Regions from separate parts of the Mus musculus genome. Here region 1 is linked to region 2. Evidence: chromatin contacts called from public Hi-C data. All regions are on one chromosome and are shown on one strand. The core of a region is the stretch at or near the end of the contact, and the rest is flanking DNA. Distances in the headings are between cores, read along the strand shown.

Region 1 (5,875 bases), core at 3,273-5,772, 160 kb after region 2:
TCATTAAGAGCTGTTGAATAATGAGGACGATTATCAATATTTAATGTAATGTTGAATCTTTCAGTATGGTATGATGACATTTTTGTAAATGTGTATCAGGAATGAAGACTGTGATCAGAGCTAAACCATGGGAGACTAGAGATAGCATTCTCAATTCAATTGAATGAGTACGTCTCCGAGGACAATGTAACCTAATAGCATAAAAACCCTTCATATGGAAATGCAGTGTGCAATAAAGCTAGTATTTCTAACAAGTTGGAAAAAACTAATGTAGCAAATACTATCCAAAAAACTGAATGCAATTTTGAGAAATATAATTTAGACTGGAGTGTGTGTGTGTGTGTGTAGGGGTGTGTGTGTGTGTGTGTGTGTGTCAGGAGTTGGAGGGTATCCTGGAGAGATGCCTAGTAGTTAACAGCAGGTATTGCAGCTAACAGCCATCTGTAGTTTCCCTGCCATGATGGAGTGAACCTTAGAACTGTAAGCCAGAATAAAGTTCTCCTTCCTTAAGGTTCTTTTGTCTGATACTGGTTAATTTCTTAAATGAAATTCTGTATTTGGGTCATTACATATGTGTGGAGGTCAGAGGACAACTTAGAGTTAGTCCTCTCTTCCCACCATAAGGGTCCTGGGGCTTGGCAGCAGGCACCTTTACCCATTAAGCCATATCGCTGGCCCCCATTAATGCAACCAGAAACATGACCAATAGGTATTGCTTCACTGTTTATTTCCTCAATTGACAGCAGTGCTGTGCGCACGTAAGAAAACACTCTGTTTCTGGGAAGTTTCACAGAAACGCTTAGGGATAAAGAAACTCATGTAAGCAGCTCACTTCTGAATGGTTCGTGAAGGGGCTGGGACAGGGCGCCTCCAAAGTTAACCATACTTGCTGCTCTTCCAGAGGACCAGAGGTCAGGTCCCAGAGCCCACAATGGGGGCGGGAGGGCTCACAACTACCTATAACTCCAGATGCAGAAGATCTCGTGTCCTCTTCTAACTTCCATGGGGGCCACACACATGTGGTGCACACACATGCACTCAGGCTCACCCGGCAGGTATAGTAACACCTTTAGTTCCAGCTCATAGGAGGAGCAGCAGTTCAAGGCCAGTCTAGGCTAAAGGAGATCCTGTTTCAAGAACACTACTGAGAGGTGGAGTGGTTATAGTGAATATAAAATTCCCTGCTATGTAGAGGTTTAGGGAAGAAATGAAAAATCACATTTGCAAGAGAAACACTTAAAAGACATTCCCAAGGCTAATAAATAAGTTCATGTTTATATATCAGGTAAGAACTGCATAGTCTCTGAATATGCCACGTTAATAGCCTTCACATACATATATATGTACATACATATATATATACATACATAATGTGTATATGTATGAATGAATATATATGCATGTATATGTCTTGCTTTATGCTACTGTTATTTTGCTAATTATTATTATATGGAGAAATATCAGTAAATAGTTTTATAGTAGTCAATTGGAGCTTTCTATTTAAATATACCCAAAAATCAATTGTTCGTAAAGGAAGAAACCATTTTGTAATTATTGTACTCACCCAAATTTATGTGTCCATAAATTCCAGCTTTTAAATACTAAGTTGTCCTAAAACAGACCTTCACCTGTGTTGTAATATGCTTGCTTCAAGTGTCCTTAACTTCTCATGAACGAGTTAGTCTGCCCTGGCTGCCATGTTGCTTCATGTCCCCTGTGTGGACATGTTACCTAAGCACTTATCCTACGCAGGCAGAGAGGTGAGGTGCTAAGTCCTGACACAGTCCAGACAACAACAGAAGAGTTGGAAAGAGTCGATGGTAGGAAAAGGAAGAAGAAATTCTAGCTAACCCTCACCCTCACTGTTGTTTCTTCTGATTCTAGCTAACATTTACTGAGACACATGAAGAGGCATAGTGTGAGTGTCCTGTAGGATGGCTTCACTCTACAAACACACCTACTAAGACCCTCTGTAACTACAGAGCTCACTAAGGACAGGGCCATGTTTTTACTGCACTACTCTGAAAGTGGGGTATCATCCTATGACCTGACCACTAGCTGTGAGATGGGGGGGGGGGGCGGCAAGTCACTGGGGCTTCCATTTCCTCATCGGCAAAGTGGACCCATTATCCCTCAAAGGCAGTGTTCCAAGTGAAAAGAGGGGAGAGGCACACCATGGGCAACTCTGCTCCTGCAGACATGTGGGTGAAAAAAATCCCAGTATAGGTGTGTGTGTGTGTGTGTGTGTGAGAGAGAGAGAGAGAGAGAGAGAGAGAGAGAGAGAGACCCAGAGAGAGAGAGAGAGAGAGAGAGAGAGAGAGAGAGACCCAGAAATGGTCATTCTCAGAACACATGCACCTTATTTTCTTAAGTTTTATTTATGTACATGGGTGTTTAGCCTGCAAGTACATTTGCACACCAGACAGGGTACCATGGGACTACAGTTACAGACGGTACTAAGCTGCCATGTGAGTGCTGGGAATTGAACGTGGGACCTCTGGAAGAACAGTCAATGCTCTTATCCATTGAGCCATAACTCCAGCCTCCACCCTGCCCCCTCTTCTACCTTGCTTTTTAATGAGAGATCTCTCAGTAAAGCTGGCTGGCCAGTTGAGCCTCAAGGATCCACGTCTGTTCAGCTCCCCAAGGTTGGGGTTACAAGCATGCACCACCATGCCTAGCTTTCTTACATACGGTGTGATTACCAAACTTGGGTCCACATGGTTGGACAGCAAGTACTTTACCAACTAAGCTATGACTCCAGCTTAGTGTGGGTCTCTTTTCAGAATCTTAGTTAGGGTACCTATGACTGTGATAAAATGCCATGTCCAAAGCAACTAGGGGAGGGAAAAGCGGATTTCATCTTACACTTCTAGGGCCATCATTGAGGAAAGTCGAGGAAGGAATCTGGAAGCAGGAGCTGACGCAGAGGCCATCAAGAGCTGCTGCTTACTGACTTGTTCCTCACAGCCCGCTCAGCTGGCTTTCTTATAGAACCCAAGACCATCAGCCCAAGGTGGCACTGTCCACAGTGAGCTTGGCCCTCTCACATCAATCATCAATCAAGAAACTATCCAACCGGCTTGCCCACAGACCAATCTGGCTGCAGCATTTTCTTGATTGAAGTTCCCTCCTCTAAAAGGACTCTATCTAGCCGGTGTCAAGATGACATTAAACTAGCCAGCACAGAATCCATATCCAAGAGAAACAAACTCCAGGAGAAGAAGCAGAGGTATCGATCGACACTCTGGGTAGCAGTGGAGCGAAGAAAGGCAGTCAGGAGTGGGGAAGACACAGAGACGACACTGGGGAAATTGTACCCAGTGCATCCAGAGAACATGTTTGAAAATGAAGGAGAAAAATCTAGATTAATCCTCTGCCTAGTTCCTGGGCCAGATTGTCAGTTTGTCCTTCTTTCCTACCTATCTATCAGCTAAATGCCTGCACAGACTTCCAGCTGCCGAAGCACTTTTCCCTTAAAGAATAACTCCTCAGTTGTGACCATTCAAGCTGTATTTGCGCTTTCCGTTTCCACACTGATAAAACCGTATGAGTGTAAATAAGACACTGCACAAAGTAGTCTAGCATATTAGGCTTTCCTTAGGGTAGGTCCTCAGAGGGCAGCATGACTTGATGACAGATATGAGGAGCTCCTTTGTATACCTACACGCACGTACCTACACACAGCCCTTGCACGTGCATGTGCCGCTGCCTAAAACCCAGCAGCTTTCATAGGAGGTTGGAGGAAATTTTCCACTGCCCCCAACAGCATGAAGACATCCCACCACTCCCATCAGAGTCTATTTTTCACTTGGGCTGCGTACAGATTGTTACCACCCATGCTGCCTCCCCCTCAACATCCGTTTCCGTCATGGGGAGCCAAAGATCCCTAATACGACTCACACTTCAAGTCCCCAGAAGACAGTTCCAGACAATTTCCAGTGTCCCGGTCAGCCCCCTTATTCATTAAGCATCCCTGTTCGTTGCCCTTCAGTACCTTAAGAAACAAGATGGAGGTCCCAAGCCTGGAAGTCAAATGCTCTGAGATTCAAGAGAAAGGTAGAGAGCTGCATAGAAACCTGGGGAGATGATCACAACCCTTTTCAGAGAGAAAAAAGCCACTGGAGTAGGCCTATGGTACTTTTAAACTGAGTCCTTTTTGTGTTGGCAACTTTTAAACAACATTTAAAAACAAAGTGAAACAAAATACCAAAACAAAAAGAGCAGCAGGCATCACACATCCTCTGCTTACATTTTTGCCATTCGTTGGTTTTGTTGTGTTTTGTTTGGGGCTTTTGTAGGATAGAGAGGAAACTGAGTAGAAATTTCACTTTTATCAGGAGAGAAGCTGAAAGCAGAGACACCCCAATGCAGTTCTCAAGGAAACGTAGGCACCCGGGCTCCATGCCGGCATAGCGATGTCTTGTAAATCCTTCCCGGTTAATCAGGTTTCACATTGGCTTGTGTTTGTAAACCAGGAAAGTAAAGCCCTTTTTGGAACGTGTCCACAGACTCTCCAGACTGGCTGTGCCGCTCCACAGGCTACTAGGGTAATTCCTGCCAGCAGTCCCTCTCGGGTTGTTATGGCAATAGAGTGCTTTGGTTTCTAGCTCTTTCTTTAAAAGGAAAATACCCGAGCCAGGTAAGATGGTTCAATAGGTAAGGGCTCTTGCCACCAGGTCTGAAGGCCTGAGTGTGATAATCCATATGGTGGAATGAGAACCAACCTCTTCAAATTGTCCTCTGACCTACACACACACACATCCATGGCACACACACACACACACACACACACACACACATCCATGGCACACACACTAAATAAATTTTTTAAGAAAAAAAAAACTGGTACCTCTACCTCACCTAAAATGTTGGAAATGATGGCAATTTATAAGAACACCATTTCATCAAGATGAGTGAGTCTCATCCCAAGGTTCTAGAAACGCCCATAAATTTTGCTATAGGAGCCAAAGGCTTCCTGAAATGATATGTTAGATTTTGTTAGGGGCAGTTTTCTGAGAAGAGAGGCTGTGCTGACTAGTTTTATACCAACTTGACACATGCTATCTGAGAGGAGGGAACCTCCGTTAAGAAAATGTCTCCATGTGATCAGGCTGCAAGCCAGCCCGTAAGGCATTCTCTTAATTGGTGATTGATGGGAAAGGGTACAGCCCATGGTGGATGTACCAGCCCTGTGCTCCTGTTCTGGGTTCTATAAGAGAGCAGGCTGAGCAAACCATGAGGAGCAAGCCAGTAAGCAGCATCCCTCCATGGTCTCTGCATCAGCTCCTGCCCTCATCTTCCTTCCCTGCCTGAGTTCCTGCCCTGACTTCCTTCCGCGATGAATTGCAAAGTAAATCCATTCCTTCCCAGCTTGTTTTTGGTCATTGTGCAATAGAAACCCTGACTAAGACAGAAGCTGATGCTGCCAAGACTCAGAGGAACTCAGAACCTTCCCACAGGACATGTGCAAGCTCTACTCTACCTCTGCACACCCTTAGTGACATGCAGGGCCCACAGCAGGTGGGCGCAAGCTGATTTTAAAATGTGGGTGATCACGATTTCGGTTCAGAGAACCATGGGCTGCGTAAAAGCTCTTACAAATACTGGTTAATCATACAGAAAACCTATGGAGGAGTGTTTTGTTTTTAAGTCAAGAGTTGACTGTGGAATCAACAAGACAAAGCACACTTTGTAGGGATTTGGGATGGAGGAAACATTTTACAATCTTTGCATCTGCATCGTCTCATAACACTGAGAAAGAAGACAATACAATATTCACTGCACACCAAACCTAGGGTAAGAGTCTTGACATAGGAAAGTGGAAACAAAGGACGGATATGTGGGCCTGTCTGTCAGATGGCCAGCAGCTACA
Region 2 (6,415 bases), core at 2,937-5,436:
CTTCATGCTTCTAGGCAAACAGTTATTAGACTGAAAATAAAGCTGTCTCCCGCACTACGCTCAGTCTATGGCTCTAGGATACTGCATTTCAAAACTGAAGTGCTAATGAATTCCCATAGTGCAGGAGATCGCTTGTGTGGCTATTGTTAATCTAGCAGAAAATAAAGTCATACACAATGCAACGGCAAGACAACCATCTTTTACCCAATGCCTTGGGAAGACACCTGTCTAAACAATCTAATGGGAAGGCACCCGTCTACATCAGCCTTGGTCTGTGGATTCACACTCTTGTCCTGGCACTAACTACCTGGTGCCCTAGCTTTCATCCGCTCTTGCCACATCTAATCAACTCGGGGCGCTCATGAAGCAGCTCATTGCTGAAGTCCTTCTAAATTGTGGTTCTGTAACCGTGAGAGCCTCCTTTTCTTACCCTGTTAGATCAGAAAGCTCTTTGTTTCCATAGTAACGCTACCACTTGGACAGAAAGATAATTGCCTTGTGAGGTGCTGGCCTTGTGATACAAGTTAAAGACTGGATTTGGCAGAGGATGTAGGTAGGTTAGTGGTCGAATGCTTGCCTGACATGTGTAAGGTCCTGAGTTCAATCCTCAGGTCTGGAACAACAACAAATGGGGGTGGGACAAGAGAGCATCCGAATGGTCTTCACAGGGTATGTGAGGATCTAAGAAGGATGAGTCCATCAGACACCACTAGAACAGCGTAGGTGCTCAACGCCAGTGGATGCTATGATTAGCTGCAGGTCCCATTATCATCTTTGTGGATAATTACTGCTGTCACTTTGTTCCCTCTCTTTCTACCTTCCAAAGCAGATAAAATAACACGCTAGAGAAGACATAGTCCCTTCCCACGAGAAGTTCACACACAGCTGGAGAGAGAGAGAGATAAATTATTCTAATGTGGGGATGTGGGGATGGGAGGAAGTATAGTTCAGTGGTACAGTACATGCTTAATATGAATGAGGTGCTGGCCCCTCTCTAGCACCCAGGTTACAACAAAACAACATTAATGCAATGTTCTAAGAGCTGTACACGGATCTTATATGTAAACGTAGTGCCAGTAGAAGTAGATAATTTGGGGCTGGCAAGACAGTTTAATGGTAAAGGCATTTGTTACCAAGCCCCCTCCCCCACTTCATGTGTACACACACAAATTTGATAAAAAGGTTTTTAAGAAACATTTAATTTGGGGCTAAAGTCAAACATGCTGTGGAAGCATAAGGGCCTGACTCTCGATTCCTAGACAGATGAAAGATAGATAGATAGATAGATAGATAGATAGATAGACAGACCAATTGACTGATAACACACACACACACACACACACACACACACACACACACATACACAAATGCAATATTTTTAAAAAAAGAAATAGCTATTTTAAGGTTGTAGAGAGGGCTCAGTCAGGAAAGTGTCTGGTATGTGAGCATTAAAGACCTGAATTTTGATTCCCAGCACCCATATAAAAGACACTGAAAGTATATGCCTAGAACATTAGTGTTGGGAAAGCACATGCCTAGAACATTAGTGTTGGGAAAGCACATGCCTAGAACATTAGTGTTGGGAAAGCACATGCCTAGAACATTAGTGTTGGGAAAGCACATGCCTAGAACATTAGTGTTGGGGAGGTAGAGGCAGGGGACCAGCCAAATGGAATCTATGAGTTCTAATATCAGGGAGAAACTATATCTCAAAAATAAGGTAGACAATGATAGAAGATACTCAACATTGACCTCTGTACTCCATGCACATGGGTACATACCTACAAAACATACACATACAACACACACACACGCACACACACACACACACTCTCCACCCACCCTGCGCCCCTCTTTCCCCACTTGTGTGTGTGTCTCTAATGAGAAGGACCATGTCTTCTCTAACATGCTATCTCATCTACTTTGGAAAGTGGAAAAGGCAAAACCAAAACAAAGCCACAAACCACATAGGCATACCCATAATTCCTCAATGCATCTGTCCCATAGTTCCCAGAACATGGTGGATCTATGGTAAGTACTGTTCATTAGCATGTTAAAGCCACCTGTCTTCACTGACAATCTGTCACCTTAGCGGATCCCAGCACAGTTAGTGGTTTACTGAAGAAATCACATGGAACCTAGCTGTTTAACAGAAAAATCCCTTAGACGACGATCAAGGTTAATCTTAGGATTCTACTCCTCAGCACACGGTGCTGTAGTGTGATTCAGGGATTATAACAAGTAACCATGATTAGATACATGAAAAAGATAATTACTTGGGCCTCCTTGAACATCGAAAATGATGTTCTGATTGGAGGACATCAAAGCAAAGCCAATTATCTTAGCAACTGAGCTTATGATACTAATTCAACTTAAGATTCATTATCTGCTGGCATCGGTTCAGGAGGAGAGCGTTCCTAGATGCTTGGTAACAAAGCCAAAACGGTGGTTCTTACCCAGCAGTGAGATGGCTGCATCATAGCTCGCTACGTCCCGAGCTAGTGGGAAGTGTACAAAGATCTGACTCTCCTGGACAAATCCAACTAAAATCCTACTTTGATTACTCTCTCTCTCTCTCTCTCTCTCTCTCTCTCTCTCTCTCTCTCTCTCTGTGTGTGTGTGTGTGTGTGTGTGTGTGTGTGTGTGTGTGTGTGTGTAAAATGCTTGCACATGTCAGTCCCAGGTGTGTTATTCCTCAGGATGTTGAGACAGGGTCTATCCCTGGCCTGGAGCTGTACAAGGAGATTAGGCTGGCTGCTGGCAAGTCCCAGGGATGCACCTGTATCCATTGCTGGGTGTGTTCATGTGGCACATGTACATGTTTTACACGTGTTTGGGTGAATATGTGTACATCTGCATATGTGTACACTGTAAAAGTCCAGAGTTGACGTCTGCTGTTGTACTCCATTTACTGAGATAGTCTTTCACTGAAGCTATAGATCACTGACTCCTGTCTAGCTAGCCAGGACCCCTGCCCCCATTTCCCAAGTGTTGGGGTTACAGAAGCCAACATGCCTGCCTGGATCTTACCCAGGTGTTAGGGATCTTGAACTCCGGGCTTTACACTTAGAGAGCAAGCTCTTTGTCCACTGAGCCCTCTCAAGACTCCATGTTCAGCTTCACTGGTTCTGGGGACCGAACCCAGTAATCTCTCCAGTCCTTGCTCAGCCTTAAACTGACATATTGACAGAAAAGGAGAATGGCGTGGTGACCTAAAGAAATACCTTAAGACATCACTATATCCCACTGCTAAGTTCTACTGGATTTCAAGACCCCCACCACACACAAATAGCATTCATTCATCCAGCTAGCCAAGTGCCACAGCTAATGAAAACATACTCAAAATGTCTAACCATCCAGGAAAACGCTGAGCTCACAAAGACAGCCCTGCCCTTCAAAGCTCACTGAGAGGTAGGGGGCCCTTTAAAAGATGTCTCCTCTGGTGGGAAGAACTTCGCCATTGATCAGTTATAGATAATTTGAAGACAAACTGGAGTTTTGGGAGTTGTGTGACCTCAGAGTGTCCCCAGAAGACTGCAACAGTGTGGCCAACCTTTAGTTGCTGACGTCTGTCTGCTTTCTTTGCAGCCCATTCTGTTGTCAGAGGCTTGAGTACATTCAGGTGACCTGAATTTATATACAAGCTTTAAAAAGCACGGCTCCACGGCTCGTGCTGAGATCTGAGCCGAAAAACTTACAATAATCCCCCCTAGGCCAGCTCTTCACTTCATCGTTAAAGGCTCAAAATGAGTTGCTCAGAACATATGCTGGGAAGGGTGGCACCAGGACCAGAACCCAGGTCTTCTTGTCTCTGCCAATGGCTCCTTCTAGCATGTCACACTGACCCAGTGAAAACCAAAATGCTTCTTGCAGGAGAGGAGCCAATTCAGCATCTTACAAGCTTGTTACTGAGTATCGGGCAGGATTGCCAGGCTGCACATAAGCTGTGTTGCTGCTCTGCCTATGGTAAGCTGGCAAGAGGGTCAAGCCTCAACTGTGATGGCCACCCCAGCACCCAAGGACTGCTCCACTTCCTTGTAGAAAACTGAACATTTACATGGGAGCCCGGCACATTCTTCTCAGCTCTGAGAAGGAACGTGTGTGTGTGTGTGTGTGTGTGTGTGTGTGTGTGTGTGTGTGTGCCTGAGCTTCGTGGCAGCACTCTCGGCTACCAGGACGGTCACGTGGGAAGCAGATGACAAAAAGGCTGATTACTGCGAATGCTAATGTGCATTCATCTGCCAGAGGCGGCAGGATATGCACACAGTGATTAAAGGCATTATCCACATCACAGCCCGGGCCTGAAATGGACACCAGGCGTGGGCAGAGGAAACGAGATAGGAGGCTCCTCTTTCCCAAGCTGGCAAGGGAAGAGTCAGATCCAGGACTGACCTGCCACACAGCCTCCTTCCTGGGGCAGAAGGGCAAATACTAGAGATTACCAAGCATGCAGTTTTAGAGTGAGTCACAGGTCCCCAGGACTCCCTCAGGGGACATGCTCTAGTTTAGCTTTCATGTACTTAGGGAAAGATGGGGTGGCTTCTCTCCCAGGTAACACCTGGCATCCTGCCGCCCTTGTTAGTGTGGGATCTAACCTATCTTCCAATACATGATGGAGCTGGCACCACACATGGTACTTGATACAAGGGAGTGGGGTGAGATGGGAAATAAGACTATCCTTTAAGGACAAGACCTGAAGTCACTCCACAGTGGATGATAGCAGGGTTACACTAAGTTATCCAATGGGGACATAATCATTCCCAGGGGCCTAACTAGAGGTAATATGCACAGTAGGGTGGTGGCAAGATTTTGGGAGTGTTAGCCATAGATGAACAGAAGTCTTGGTCAGAACTGTCAAATAGACTTGAGGGATTGTGTAATGATTTGCAGATGCTCGGCCCAGGGTGTGGCACTATTAGAAAGTGTGGCCTTGTTGGAGTAGGTGTGTCACTGTGGGTATAGGCTTTAAGATCCTCATCCTAGCTGTCTGGAAGTCAGTCTTCCACTAGCAGCCTTCAGATAAAGATGCAGAACTCTCAACTGTGCCTGCACCAGGCCTGCCTAGATGCTGCCATGCCCCCGCCTTGATGATAATGGACTAAACCTGTTAGCCAGCCCCAATTAAATGTAATCATTTATAAGACTTGCCTTGGTCATGGTGTCTGTTCACAGCAGTAAAACCCTAACTAAGACAGACTGTATCCCCCAACAAGGTCATTATGAACCTTGGTTTTTGGTGGTGCCAACATTCCTACTGTAAAATAGGCAGACATGGTCCGCTTTGGTGCCCACCCAGAAGCCCGTACTAATTTGCCTTCTCATGTGGTTTGTCTCCAATTGGTAGGAAACGGGTGCTTGTCAGGATACTCACTGATCCAGGAGACAATTCTATTTCAGAGTAGATTAAGAAACTATTAGTGCAGTTTATACATCTACCACCTTAAGCTGGTCAATGTGACGTCGCATCCTGAGGGTCATAATTTTAAAACTGTAAGTCTGGATACTTTTTAAGGTCAGAGGAACAGGTTTATTACATATTTTTTCTCCTTTTTTATTTCTGACAATTTCTTGCCTATATACCATATACTGTGATCATAACCACCCCCATTACCTTCTCTTATCTCCTTTCCATTCCTCTTTCTTCCTAGCTGGTCTCTTTCTACCCTCGTGTCCTGTTGTTTCTCTGTATAGATCCTGTGCAGGCAGCCCCAGTTGCAGTACGTTCCTGATTTCCTTAACTACATCACAACCTGTAGATTTCGGAGCAATCTTCTCCATTCTTAGTCTCCTATGATCTTCCCACCTCCTTCTTCCACAATGTTCTCTGCCTGGATTTTGTGGCTTGAAAGAGTAAATAACTCAGCCCCCTGGCAAAGGTTGAGGAAAGTCTGTGAGGGAATCACCAACCAAGGAAATGGCCACAGTGGCTGATGTAGGGCTGTTTGTGACCAAAGCTGTGAACACACCCTGTCACCTGGGAAATATTCACAAATGATTTTATCAGTGGAGGGTACTGAGCCTCCAATTCCCCTCATGGCAAAGGCTGAGAGAAGCCATCTAACACACAAAGACAGAAACCAGTCTCCCTGAACCAGGCACATGGGCTGCACTGGTTTCTCCAACTCCAAAAATATATCTTACTCAAGAGAGCATCATTGCACTTATAATTTCAAGCCCAGAGACTTAGTAGACATCCACTCGCTTCATCAACTCTCTTACTCAAGAGTTCCCCAGAGGTAGACACTCTAGCCCTCTCCACAGCTATGCACGATGTGCAGATATGCGGGGTTAGAGAGGAGGCACTTGGGATGTCCCTGTGGCAGCAACTGTGAAAGAAAGCCACAGGCCACATAAATGGGGGCTGCAGTGCAGCAGGGCTAAGTGTCATCCCAGGTGGCTGTCTCCACTCATGTGC

The links. Hi-C and Micro-C count contacts between places; a contact is called where the count stands out from the background.
Region 1: a Hi-C map of cortical neurons shows a contact between it and region 2, with 1.9 times the contacts expected there. The contact joins two enhancer-like sites. A contact is called at or near these places in 1 of 484 Hi-C or Micro-C datasets (cortical neurons), 1 of 115 datasets of contacts at active chromatin or transcription factors (microglia) and 2 of 9 other capture datasets (adipose tissue and pancreatic islet).

Annotation. Positions count from the first base shown.
Region 1 is chr1:170,544,774-170,550,648 of GRCm38.p6, forward strand. All of the region lies in intron 1 of Nos1ap (nitric oxide synthase 1 (neuronal) adaptor protein), which reads right to left. Among named protein-coding and RNA genes, the nearest start is that of Gm46171, 6.9 kb to the left of the region's middle. Within about 2 kb of position 4,523, at least 50 of the 459 cell types and tissues checked have an H3K27ac peak or open chromatin away from gene starts, as enhancers often do. A contact at or near this core is called in cortical neurons, where this site is marked.
Region 2 is chr1:170,383,260-170,389,674 of GRCm38.p6, forward strand. All of the region lies in intron 3 of Nos1ap (nitric oxide synthase 1 (neuronal) adaptor protein), which reads right to left. Among named protein-coding and RNA genes, the nearest start is that of Spata46, 78 kb to the left of the region's middle. Within about 2 kb of position 4,187, at least 56 of the 459 cell types and tissues checked have an H3K27ac peak or open chromatin away from gene starts, as enhancers often do. A contact at or near this core is called in cortical neurons, where this site is marked.